Linked DNA regions of Drosophila melanogaster: region 2 is linked to region 1. The links are chromatin contacts, called in public Hi-C maps. All regions are on one chromosome and are shown on one strand. Each heading gives the region's core, a stretch centred on a gene start, on an enhancer-like site or on the middle of the called end of the contact. The rest is flanking DNA. Distances are from core to core; before and after follow the strand shown.

What was found. A called contact is a pair of places that touch in the nucleus more often than the background predicts.
Region 2: a contact with region 1 is called in a Hi-C map of the Kc167 cell line, with 2.2 times the contacts expected there. The contact joins the promoter of ppan here to the promoter of ninaE in region 1. A contact is called at or near these places in 5 of 107 Hi-C or Micro-C datasets (the Kc167 cell line, the S2 cell line, embryo and 1 more).

What each region holds. Positions count from the first base shown.
Region 1 is chr3R:19,885,606-19,892,126 of dm6, reverse strand. ninaE (neither inactivation nor afterpotential E) reads left to right here and starts at 3,921. Exons shown (of 5, transcript NM_079683.3): 1 at 3,921-4,104; 2 at 4,168-4,728; 3 at 4,904-5,051; 4 at 5,110-5,387; 5 at 5,456-5,872. The coding sequence starts at 4,097. The coding sequence ends at 5,582. It overlaps Ask1 (Apoptotic signal-regulating kinase 1), which reads right to left. Exons shown (of 9, transcript NM_206518.2): 9 at 6,097-6,521. The coding sequence ends at 6,396. CG4733 reads right to left here and starts at 1,438. Exons shown (of 9, transcript NM_001260269.2): 1 at 873-1,438.
Region 2 is chr3R:21,111,308-21,117,683 of dm6, reverse strand. ppan (peter pan) reads right to left here and starts at 1,430. Exons shown (of 4, transcript NM_057631.6): 1 at 1,051-1,430; 2 at 624-988; 3 at 140-567; 4 at 1-88. The coding sequence starts at 1,380. It overlaps Rab11 (Rab11,), which reads right to left and starts at 6,276. Exons shown (of 4, transcript NM_134310.3): 1 at 5,829-6,276; 2 at 3,617-3,738; 3 at 2,583-2,931; 4 at 1,538-2,433. The coding sequence starts at 5,868. The coding sequence ends at 2,300.

The sequences.
Region 1 (6,521 bases), core at 2,672-5,171:
CATTTTTTACGGGTCAAAAATAAGTGGGATCCCACTGTGCATGCGTAAGAAATAGACAAGAGCGGTCAAAATTTTAGCACCAAGTGATCTTATAAAAGTTTTCACTAAGTAATCGGATGTTTAATAAAACAAAATATGAAGTTTTGAAATAAGTGCAAAATCTGCGATTATTAGAAAACCATTTTAATATTATCTAAGCCAACTAATAAATTTTAAATAAAATAAATTTAATAAAATAAAAAATTTTATTTATTTAAAAAACGTTTAAAAAAAGTTTCGTTTGGATAACTCTTAATTACAAAATGTCTCATTGAGAATTAGCGTCATAAAAGTTATTTTGTTGACTTGGAATACACATTGACGTACGAAACTGACCTACAAATTTACTTATATTGAGTCAGTTTTTTTTTTACAAAAACTCTGATAAGTCGTTTCGTTTTCAATTTTAGTCACTGTCATATGAGGTGCATAATAAAACGCAGAAACATTGTGCAAAACAAAGTTTCTAAATAGATCTGCAATGAGGAAAGGCGTTTGCAAATCCATTTAGCGATGCTATTGTCTTGACCTCAGCTGTTGGTTGTACTATTTCGCCGTTTTTACGTGGGGTTCCAATGGGATAGGAACGGGAATGGGTTGGGGTTGGGAACGGGGACGAGATGAAACCGGGAGCTGCGTTGCGTTTGCGACTGCGGCTGCTGCTTCTTCAACTTTGTACTATTTATTCGAAAATAAATTTCGAAGTAGTTGCCGCTCACAGACACACGTGCACGCACACTGGCCCAATGCACTTTACATACACTTTACGAGCCAGAGTGCACTTGTGTGTGTATGTGTGTGGCTGGTGGGGTGTATGGTGGTGCATGACGTACATATAGTTTGATATTTGTCTGCCTTTATTAATGATTGCATTTGGGCCCGGAGGGCGCGTGCTGAGAACAACGGCGACACCGAGAGATTCCGTCATTAATTAATTAACCAAGCCGAACCGAAAGCGAAACCGACCAGAGGTTAATCGAAATTTTCGCGGCACGACATTTTTGCCGTGCGCTCTTCTTTTGGCGAAATGCGCGAAATATTAACAAACGGGGGAAAACACACGAGGCAGCGGGATATTTTGGAAAACTCTGGCAAGCTTCCGCTTGGCGAGTCTAAAATTAACAGCAAACAGAACCGAAAACAGAGCAGAATAGAACACAGAATCCACAGATCTGAAAATCCGAGTCCGAAATCGGAAAACCGTCGTATATCCGAGCGACTAGCGGTGCAGGCGATGCTGCTAAGGTCCGTGTTGTTACTGTAAATCTTCGGCCGCTGAAAATAACATCAGCCTCCGTTCTGCGAGCGATCGGTCGGTCCGCAGAGACGACGAGCCAACGGAGCGGATGAGCGAGAGTGCTACGCGGTGATCTCAGCTGTTGCTGCTGCTGCGGCTGCTGCTGCTCCTACTGCCGCTGCAACTACGCTAATGACACCAGCAGCCCCCAAGAACGAGCGCTCCCACACACGAGCGACCTGCGATCGAATCAGAGCTGAGCCGATCGACGGAAAAAGACGCTGACTAATCGGCTGGGAAATCCGCCAGATCGGATTAAGCTCATTTCGAAGGGAGCGGCAATACTGGACCGCAGGGTTCAAGGTTTTGGGTGTAAAAATACAATTTTCCCTTAATTTAACGTTATATGTGGAATATAATTTGCTTGGGAAAAAGGCATTATATAATATATACACCAATGGTTTTTTTGTTGGAAGAGATATTTATATCATAGAGAAAGCTATTTTAAAAATTTTTTAAGTAATTAGTAAAATTTTACTATTCTAAAAAATAATTAAATAAACAAAAAAATATAACGAACAATGTCTATAATTGTTATATTACATTCAGTTTTAATTAAAAGCTATAAAAGAGCTAAAAGTACAGCTCAGCAGCAGTGAGAGAGTAGGAGAGCGGCGCCCGAAAAGATCCATTACTTTGGCGTTCTTTGAGCAGCCGCTCCATCATCCTCTCGCTCTCTCTCTCTGCGCTCTCACCTACCCCCACACGACGGCGCAGCGGCAGCGACGTCGGCAGAACACTTGCCGCCGTTTACCCACTCACACGCACACTCACACACGCGTCACTCACACTGGCGAGCGCGAATCCATTGTCGAACATAAAAATACAAAAATCAAATCATAGGTGTTTGTTAATTATACACTGTGCCCTGGAGCCAGGGTGTCACGGTTCGTTTGAGAAGTTTGGACATGTCACGTAAATACCAGGTATTATAATAAAACGCTATTATTTGAATATAATAATAATATTATATTATAAGCATATTATATTATACTTACTTATACTTTACTTACTTATTAAATTCGTGAAATATACAGAGCATACTTTCAGGTACATACACCCCGAACTCAAATCTTTATCGTTATCAATACACGATCAACATAAATGTATTATTGTCGTATTAAATATTACAGAGAAGGGCATTCAAAGTGCCGGGTAAGTTTGGTTCTGCCTCTCTAGTTTCAAATTTGCCCGCCTCATTGAGCAGGAAAACAACAAATTCCCCAACAATAACAACGTCTACGGATCGCAGCGTTTATCTCGCTTATTTGCTAATGCTAAATGATCGTCTTCTTCCCCGCCTTCGGCGGCCTTCTTCCACTTCACATCGCAATGTTTGTTGCAAGTTGGCTTGTCCATATGTCTCTGTTGTTGCTATACCCATTTCGTTACTTGGCTTTTATGTTTGGGCCATCTAGCAGGTGGGCGGGGGACTTTTGTTGTTTAGCGAAACCCGAAAATGCCGAATAAATTGAAATGCGATTCATGGTTTATACCCAGATTATTTGTATATATGCATACACAGAACTGTAGGTAAATACGTAAGTATGGGAACCGCAAGTGCGGCTAACGATGACGCCAATATAATGATCATGATGATCAAATTGATGGTAATGATAATGGCGATATGAGCGCAGCTTCCGGTTTTGCGCCTCGGTATTTTTGTTAGTTTTTTGCGCTGGCTAACTTTATATGAATATTTATTACCTGCGCTTTTTTTGTATTGTTTTGCGGTGTGTAATTGATTTAAACCGAAAGATCTGCCGACATGTGTCGACTGTCACACCAGCTGACAGTTATTTCGGTTTAGTTCCATATTTGGGTTGGGCGCAAAGCGTGGCATCCCATTTGGCCATTTGGATTAGCCTAAAACTTGACCCAATTCAAGCTGATGTGTTGAGCCATCGCACAAAGGCGAACAAAAGGCTTTTATGCCAAAGCTGGACTGACAAAATAAAATCCAAGCTGCCCACACCAAAAAGAAAAGAAACAAAACATGTTCGGAAAATTCAATGGAGGTGCGAAAAGATCAATCAGCACAAAAAATCCATAAGCGGCTTAGCGTCTGGGGTGTTCATATTCTTAATTTAAATAGATTATTTTACTACTTCCAAAAGCTGGCATTCTTTTTAAGATAATCCAAGATTAGCAGAGCCCTCAAGATGTGCGTTCATCGGCGCACACACTGCGTATACTTGATTGCGCATACGCACTGGTGTCGCAGGCGAACGATACTGATATTTCTTCTGCTACGATATGTTTTCATAATATTCTTCAAATTTGTCTAGGCATTGACACATTAAATCGCTGACTTTCGCCATTGCTTTCTGCACAATCTGGAGACTCAAGAATAATACTCGGCCAGAACCCCCAGTGGAAACCCTTGAAATGCCTTTAACTATTGACATTGGCCCATTGCGATGTGCGCTTGCTTTCGTTATGGATATTATGATTATAAGCCAAAAGCTGTCGACACTTTCCTCTGCACATTGCAGACATATTTTTAGGCTGGCCTAATTGAATTTCAAGAGCAGGGGTTACACGAGCACCGCGAAAACTATAAAAGCCATGCGGCAGAATGCAGACATTGCAGGTTTCCAACGACCAATCGCCGCGACTAGTCCGCCCCAGTGAAATATTCAGAATCCAGGAACCCTTTATGTAAAAAGTGTTAGAAATATTGTTAGTGAATTTGCAGCTTTTTATGTAGACAGTGTGATATAGGCGGGATATAGTGACGCAGCCAGTAACCAAAACACAATGGAGAGGTACGATCGGTGGATCCACTGGATGTTCTGGTTAGCAATTTAACATTTGCTTCGGTGTTGCAGCTTTGCAGTAGCAGCCGCGCAACTGGGGCCACACTTTGCCCCCCTGTCCAATGGATCGGTGGTGGACAAGGTCACGCCCGACATGGCCCACCTGATCAGCCCGTACTGGAACCAGTTCCCCGCCATGGACCCCATTTGGGCCAAGATCCTGACCGCCTACATGATCATGATCGGCATGATTTCCTGGTGCGGAAATGGCGTGGTGATCTACATATTCGCCACCACCAAATCACTGCGCACGCCCGCTAACCTGCTGGTCATCAACCTGGCCATCTCCGACTTTGGCATCATGATCACAAACACGCCCATGATGGGCATAAATCTGTATTTCGAGACCTGGGTGCTCGGACCCATGATGTGCGACATATACGCCGGACTGGGCTCGGCCTTTGGCTGCAGCTCCATCTGGTCCATGTGCATGATCTCCCTGGATCGCTACCAAGTGATCGTCAAGGGCATGGCCGGCCGGCCGATGACCATTCCGCTGGCCCTGGGCAAGATTGCCTACATCTGGTTCATGTCGAGCATTTGGTGCCTGGCGCCCGCCTTCGGCTGGAGCAGGTGAGTCCTTGAAATGGTAAACCTTCTGGGAACCCATTTTTTAAAAAATGATCAAAGCTACTATATACAAATGTTTAAAAACTTAAATTACAAACAAAAGGTTTACAAATTACAATTGTATTAATATTATTACCACCTAACATTATCCTATAAATATATATTCTTAATCTAAAAGGTATGTGCCGGAGGGTAACCTGACCTCGTGCGGTATTGACTACTTGGAACGCGACTGGAACCCACGCTCATACCTGATCTTCTACTCCATCTTCGTGTACTATATTCCGCTGTTCCTGATCTGCTACTCTTACTGGTTCATCATTGCTGTAAGTGGCGACGAGACTCGCATATCCCAGTCGCTTAACCCGATATATCCTCCCACAGGCTGTCTCCGCCCACGAGAAGGCCATGCGCGAGCAGGCCAAGAAGATGAATGTCAAGTCCCTCCGCTCCTCTGAGGATGCCGAGAAGAGCGCCGAGGGCAAGCTGGCCAAGGTGGCTCTGGTCACCATCACGCTGTGGTTCATGGCGTGGACACCATACCTGGTCATCAACTGCATGGGACTGTTCAAGTTCGAGGGCCTTACACCACTGAATACCATTTGGGGAGCTTGCTTCGCCAAATCGGCCGCCTGCTACAATCCAATTGTATACGGCATCAGGTTGGTTATGGGCTATGAAACGTATATACCTTAATATTTAACCAATTTTTTATTTTCATTCCGTATAGCCATCCGAAATATCGCCTGGCCCTCAAGGAGAAGTGTCCTTGCTGCGTCTTTGGCAAGGTCGACGATGGCAAATCGAGCGATGCCCAATCGCAGGCCACCGCCAGCGAGGCCGAGTCCAAGGCATAAATTCTTTGGCGCAACAACCAGAACAGCAACAACAACAACAAGAACATCTAACTACTTACAACAGCAACAACAACAGCAACAAAAACAACAGCAAGAACAACTGCAGCAACAGAACGAAACGCTTTCGAATAACATCAAAAACTTCAACAATAATGAAAAAATTATGCAACTTTCTTACATAACAAAAAGCAATGTAAACTCAGTTATTAAATTTCCTGCAATGTCAGTTAAGGACAAAAAAAAACTCAACAAAAAAAATAAATGCAAACGAACTAGAAAAGTTATAAATTAAAATGAGCCTTTTCAAAACATAGTATATCTAACAAAAGCAGCTTTTAGCGTGGAAAAACCCTAATGACGAACCTACAAAAGTTCGGATATCAACTTTCGGTTATCTTTCGCCTTTAAAGTTTGGAGAACCACAACAAATTTGAGTTTATTCATTCTTATATGTATAATAGTCTTCTTCAGAAGCTATAAATCCTTTCCAGTTAACAAGAAATACCCCTTTTTTGCAAAGCACTTCACAATATATTATCTATTTCAGTTTTTGTTTTCTTTTTTTTTTAAATTAAAGGCACTTATGTAAATTCCATTTTTATAAGTTAACATGCAATCGTTAAAACTGGACACACAGACAACGCCTTTTCGAACTCAAAGTTGAAAAGACATGAGTCAGCATGGGAGAACTTAACCCAGGGCTGCTGGAGACTCATTGAGCTGAGCCTCGCAGCGGTTAGTAGCACATGGAGAACATTAACAATTAATCAGTAGTATCTGTAAAGGCACAACTCAGAAAGCTTTCAACTCCAGTCACTCGCTGCACGAATCGTACTCGCTTTCGCTTTTCTTGATTTTCGTTTTGATGCCCGGCGTTCCGGGAGTTGTGGTTGTGGGTGATGGTAGCGTATTGTTGTTGTCAATAAGCGCAAAAGAGCT
Region 2 (6,376 bases), core at 181-2,680, 1.2 Mb before region 1:
TCCAGTTTAGCGCGCTTGTTCTTGTATTTCATTCCGCCGCCCAAACTAGGCCGCTTTCGGGAGGACTTCGCTTCCATTTTGAACAGTTCTGCAAAGGAAACATTAGTTTATATTCTACGCAGCATGTAGCACAACTCACCTTCGTCTGGTTCCTCGCCGACTTCCTCCTTGTAGTACTCTGCATCATCCTCGGGATCGCTGTCAGTCCGTCCCTCTGCCGCCCTCTTGGCAGCCCATTTTTCATCCTTCTTAAGCTTCAAGTTGCGGGCACGGTTCTCTGCCTGCTCCTTCTTGCGCTGCTCCTTCTGCTTTCGCTTCTTTTCGACCAGCTTGCGCAGGGTTTCCTTTTCGTCCTCTGTCTTGACCACATGGTCGTGATACAGTACTTCGCCCGTCAGAAGGCCCTCTTCTATTTTGATGAGCTGCATGGTTAGTCGAGGTCCGATCTCGTGTAGCTTTATGGAGCTCTTTTTGTCCTCCAAGTTGCCCTTGCTTTTAAGAGTCTGTGCCAGCACCACATGTGATTGCTCATCATCTTCGGCCTCTGATTCGGAGGCATAGCCGTCCCTGAAAATCAATATTATGATTATTTGATGGAATGAGAACAAACGGTCATTTCCTACTTGGTCACAAAGTCCACGACTTCGTTGCACTTGCCCAGATTGGGTACCGTTCCTTTGACGATTTTCTGGACCGCCCGCTTTAAGCCAACCGGCACCACCTGCACGGAGTAGTGCCGCATCTCGACCAGCTTCGTGTCCGGATTGTAGGAGAACAGGACGCAGCGACGAATGGTGCCGATATTAACCGTGGCCAAGTTAATTGAGGGGAACATGTTTTGGAACGTGGTGGCCATCAGCTTAAGGTGCTTGCCATCGCCACTGAAGTTGTTCATGATGACGAGCGGAGCGTGCTTGAAGTGATCGTTGTCAATCATCTGCTTTTTGCTTAGCGAGATCACATCTCTGGCCAGGGTGAACTGGTGAACCTGACAGAGAATAACTTCGCGGTAAAATATCCAGTATAAACTAAGCGATGAAACAAACAAACCTTGAAAGTCAGGGAAGGACCGCGCGGCAAGCGGACCACTTTGAAGGACAGCTGCGTGGAGGCCTTGTTGAAGATGCCCATGTGCGAGACGTGGAAGAAGCTGCTCAGGCTGACAAAGTCCTTGATGCGGTTCATCCGCTTCTCGCGCAGATTGCTGGCCGTAAAGGGCTCCATAATGCGGCGGAAGTCCAGGGTGAGGTCCGTGATGTACGGACAGGCGAGGCCGCGATGGATGACGAAGGAGTGCGGCGCCTCCACGATCTCGCTCGGCTCGCTGGCCTTGAAGGCCGCCGTGCGCGTCTTCGGATGCACTTTCTTCTTACCGCCCATGTTTCAATGTTTTTGTTCACTTTTCTCCCGCACGTGTATGGATCAGTGTGGCTGCTCGCGCGGAAAATACCAAACACCCACTCCGACGTCTGCCTTTGGTCACTCTAATCCCATTTTAAATTTCGATTTTCCGCCCAATTGAAAGCACTTCTGTTTTATTTAAATTATATTTATTTAATCACACTTAACATAGCAAACACAAATGATGTTATTTCGTTTCATTTATGCATTTAAAGTTTTACAACTGTTTTTGTTTGATTTCTCTTTATCAGCTAGTTTTACCAAGTGGCCAATCGTTTAAAATGTTGCGAGAAACCGAAGAAGAAAATCCGAGCTGCAGTGCTGTGGTAATGAATTTGCGTTTAAGTCGAAGAATTTCCGGTTGTTTGTTGTTGTTCTGCTCGCGAAATTACAACTATATATTTATGTTGCGAAAAATTAATAATATTAATATTTTAATATTAGCATATATGTATATTTATATAAATTATAGTTCTACAGCTTAAACTGAATTTGGAGTGTTTAGTTTTGCTTGCTTTCTTTCCGCGGCGGTCGATTTATGCGATACTCATGGATCTGTATATATATAAAACTTCAGTTTAAACCGCAGTTAACTACAGCCGGATGTTGTTGCTTTCGATTCTTTTGCTGCTGCTGCTGCTTCTGATGATGGTGGTGGTGTTGGTGGTGGAGAGTGGCGGCTCAGATTTGAATTATCAATTTATGCGCACATGACAAACTGTGGCTGACAAACGCATAGACATCTTGTGCGGTCCATCGGGTGTACGCTGCTCCTGATCTTGGTGTTGCAGTTCTGGCCGCTGCTGCTCCTCTTGTAGTCGTAGTTGTAATTGCTGTTGCTTCTGTTTATGTTGCTGTTCTGGCGGTTGCGGGGAATAGCGAAAATTGCTTGGGGCGGTCACTGACAGCACTGTTTGCGCACATCGGCGGTGACAGTCGGCTTTACGTCGATGGGCTCCACGTTCGACGGGCGGATGACGTCGCCTTCCGGCGGATCTCTGATCTGTTTCTGCGACACAATGCGATAGATCTCTGAAACGGGATTACGAGACATCATTAGTCGTGCTTCGTTATCATTAATCTATTGACTTTCAATGAAGCGTTTAATCTACAGTATTTAAATATTCTTAAACGATCGATAATTTGAAAGCAGACTAGCTAAAATATCCTGAACGACCCACCTGTGAGTATGTTCTGGAATGCCGTTTCAACGTTCGTTGAGTCGAGGGCCGAGGTTTCTATGAAACTCAAGCCGTTGCGCTCGGCAAACAGCTTCGCCTCGTCCGTGGGCACGGAGCGCAAGTGCCGCAAGTCGGACTTGTTGCCCACCAGCATGATGACGATGTTCTGGTCGGCATGGTCGCGCAATTCCCGCAGCCACCGCTCCACGTTCTCGTAGGTCAGATGCTTGGCAATGTCATAGACGAGCAGGGCCCCCACGGCACCGCGGTAGTAGGCAGAGGTGATGGCGCGATAACGCTCCTGGCCGGCCGTATCCCAGATTTGCGCTTTAATTGTTTTGCCATCGACCTGCGTTGGATGCACAAGAAGGATGAAACAAAGGACAGCATTAGAATGGTGCCAGTAATTGGCAATTTCGCCACGAAATGCCTGCGGCGCATTCGCTTTGAAAATTAATATACAAGCACTGGCATTCAGTATTCACACATAACCAACATAAATTAGAGCTTATGGATAAGCTTTTAACTCTAGTAAGAGAACCCAATTTTTGAAATTTCTTACACTAGTTAGAAAAAACGCAAGTAGCGTAAGTTATATTCATTGAACCCATTTGATATACTAAATATTAAGATGACCTACTAAGCTACTTCGAAAAGATGGCACAAAGTATTGTTTAACACAAATCCTTATACATACGTAATATATAATTGTTATTGACCACATAAATTTATTATTTCAGCACAAGTGACAACTATGATGTCAACATTTTGGCTAATCCCGTAGGATGGCTTTTGAAATTATGCAAGAAAGCCAATTGGCAATCCATTATTTAGTGAAATTCTCGACACTTACTCAAATTGAACAAACTTTTCCCCCCAATTTTCCGATAGACGCCTCAACTACGTGTCCTCCCACCGAAACGCACACGCAAGTTCACCCGTGACTTCCCCCACTGTGGGTGCGGTGCGGTAGATGTGTGGGGGTGGAGCTCCATGGGCCACTCCACCCTCGAATTCTTGGCCAGCGTACTCACCTCTATGCTGCGCGTTGCAAACTCAACGCCAATCGTCGACTTGGACTCCAAGTTGAATTCATTGCGCGTGAAACGTGAGAGCAAATTACTTTTGCCAACACCGGAGTCACCGATAAGGACAACTGCAAAGGATTAGAGGGAATTAGTGACATCGACATTGGCATTGGATAATCGAAGACCCCCAGTTGCATAATTTATGTGGGTGTGTGGTGTGGCGTGGCGTGGCATGGCCCCTGTCTTGTGTTTTACGGCCGGACAGAATGGTCGCTGGTGGCCCGGCTAGGTCATGTCCTCCTTTCGCCGCTGGCACGGCGCACCAAGGTCAGCGAGTACATAAAACCGCCATGCTCGGGGGATTTCAGGCCATGGAAAGAAATGTTTTATGATTGGGCCAGTCGACGTTAGGGAGTTCGTGTTATTGTGCTTCATTGCCGATAGCAAACATTTCTTGGATAATTGAGTGGCGGATATTTGAGGGAGCAAACAAGCATCCCAAGTTGATATGCTACCCGATAAAAACTATCCACTGACCTTTTTACGACTCCATTTCTTTTTGATAAACTTTCTTATGTGCGGCCAGAGTTGTTGGCTATAATATATATTAACTGATATCTAGACACTGTGTTTACTGACTGTCTGTCTATTAGTTTCCATTTTTGACACCCTTTTCGGACATTGTTGATTCAGCATGTTTGCTAATCCATTCAGAAAACAACAACTATAACTCATCAAACACCTTTTCGCTCTATCGCTATGGTCATCGCTGCACGGAGAAAATTCAAATAGTAAAATGGTATCATATGAACACTGATTCTTGAGTTCGAAGTTTCGATTGCAATGCCATTAAGATAGGAACTAAATATTTGAAACGACTTTTGAGCTAAGTCCAAGTTTTTGACTTAATTTAGATAGCTAAATTAGAGGGTATAGGGTTTTCTTTCAGTGTGGACAGCTGGGAGCAGCGTGGTTACAGTTATCAGCGAGAGAGCTGAGTCACTTTGTTTTCTACTCTCTTTCTCAGCGCTAATAACGATCTTTAAAGAGAAATTGCACTTAGTTAAGCGGATGCGATGAGAAATTAAAAGGGGAGGAGTGGTAATCGACGGTCATTACTTAGTAGTGGGATTGGCTCGAATAACCCGAAACGGCCCATTTTCAGTTATGTGATTATGCGCTTATCGGTGAGTGGAATTCTTCAGCAGTTATTGGCTGTGAGTCATGTCCGTTTAATATTGTTTCATGTGTGAAATTTGAGGCCTCATCATGCATACCGCACACTGACGCATTATTATGATGACTTTTTTTTTAACTTTTTGTATACTTGACCCAAAAAATACGGCAGATTAAGTTTTAAATATTTTTTTAATGACATTCAACAGTTGCTCAGCTGTGATAGCTAGCAGAGATTTCCAAGCGCAATTGGAATTTATGGCGTAGTAGCAAACGAAGGGAACAAAGAAGAGCTGAGAATTTGTGACCTCTGTTCATACATATCTACACATAAACGGGGGAAGATGCGGGATAAAAGTCTTGTTTTCTACCTGCAAATACATCATTTTGCTCTACTGTGCTTCAAACTTTCAATCGAGAGCGGGTGAAAAAGAGAGCGCGCGTGAGAGAGAGCTACTAAACGAAGTTACAAGAAACCATTGCAAAAGCCAGCTGTACAGAAATCATAATACCCACACTCTCGCTCTATTTACTGGATATCTAATCACTTTAGCATTTCGAGTGGGTGGGCAAGCCTTAAACCTACTTTACAGAGCGAGCGATTATAAATACGATCTGCTTGGCTTTTGTATGCAACGTGGCGAGACCAACGGCACTGTAATGACAAAACAAGCAGTTAACGGCAAAGTACGCGTACTCCAGTCCGAAAGAGTACCCCAAAGAGATGGAGATAGGCAGAGTGAGAGCGGGAGAGCCACCAAAGGGCATCCAACTGCAGCAGTAGCAACAACAACAAACTCGGGGGGCGTACTTCTTATTTTGGGAATTAATGACACTCACGCAAACAAACACACCACATACCATCACATGAACTTTGGGCTCTTCGAGTGCACTTTTTGTTATTCTCCAATTAGTTTCAATTAGTGCTATTGAACCACTGTCTCTCACGGCAGGGAGAGGAGAGCCTGGAAGTGCGGCTCCTCCCCTCCTGATCAACCTTCCGCGATCTTCGACCAGCGGCTAGTATCATGTTTATAATTACCTTTGAACAGATAATCGTACTCGTCTTCTCTTGCACCCATTTTGCTCAATTTGTTTTGCTATCGCTCGCTCGGTTCGATATCCTTTGGAAATCCAGTTCCGTCCTTTTTGTTTTGTGTGTGCGGGTGCTAAACGAAATCCAATAATCCCTGCGCGCCGCCGATTTCTTTAATGCGTTTGTCGTCGGCTCACACACTTTACACTTTTATTTGCAGTTGTAGTTGTAAAGAAAGAGAAAAGTGTATATATCAGTATTTAAGTGGCGAAATCGGTTGCTCTTCCAGCTCGGATGCGTTCGAAAATGCTGGCAGGACTTTTCCGGCAATTGGAGCAGTATTAATTGGAGATTTGCAGCTGCTTGCAGCGCATTTATTTGCAATTTTCTCTTACACGAAAACTTAGTCACTCCCAATAACGTCACGTTATATTTCCAACGAGACTAGAGATGTTGAAAAATATCGGTACATCGACATTATTTCGGCGATACTTATCGATTTTCTTAATGGCGATGTAAGGCGATAGTACAATGTCACTTCTATTTTTGTTTAT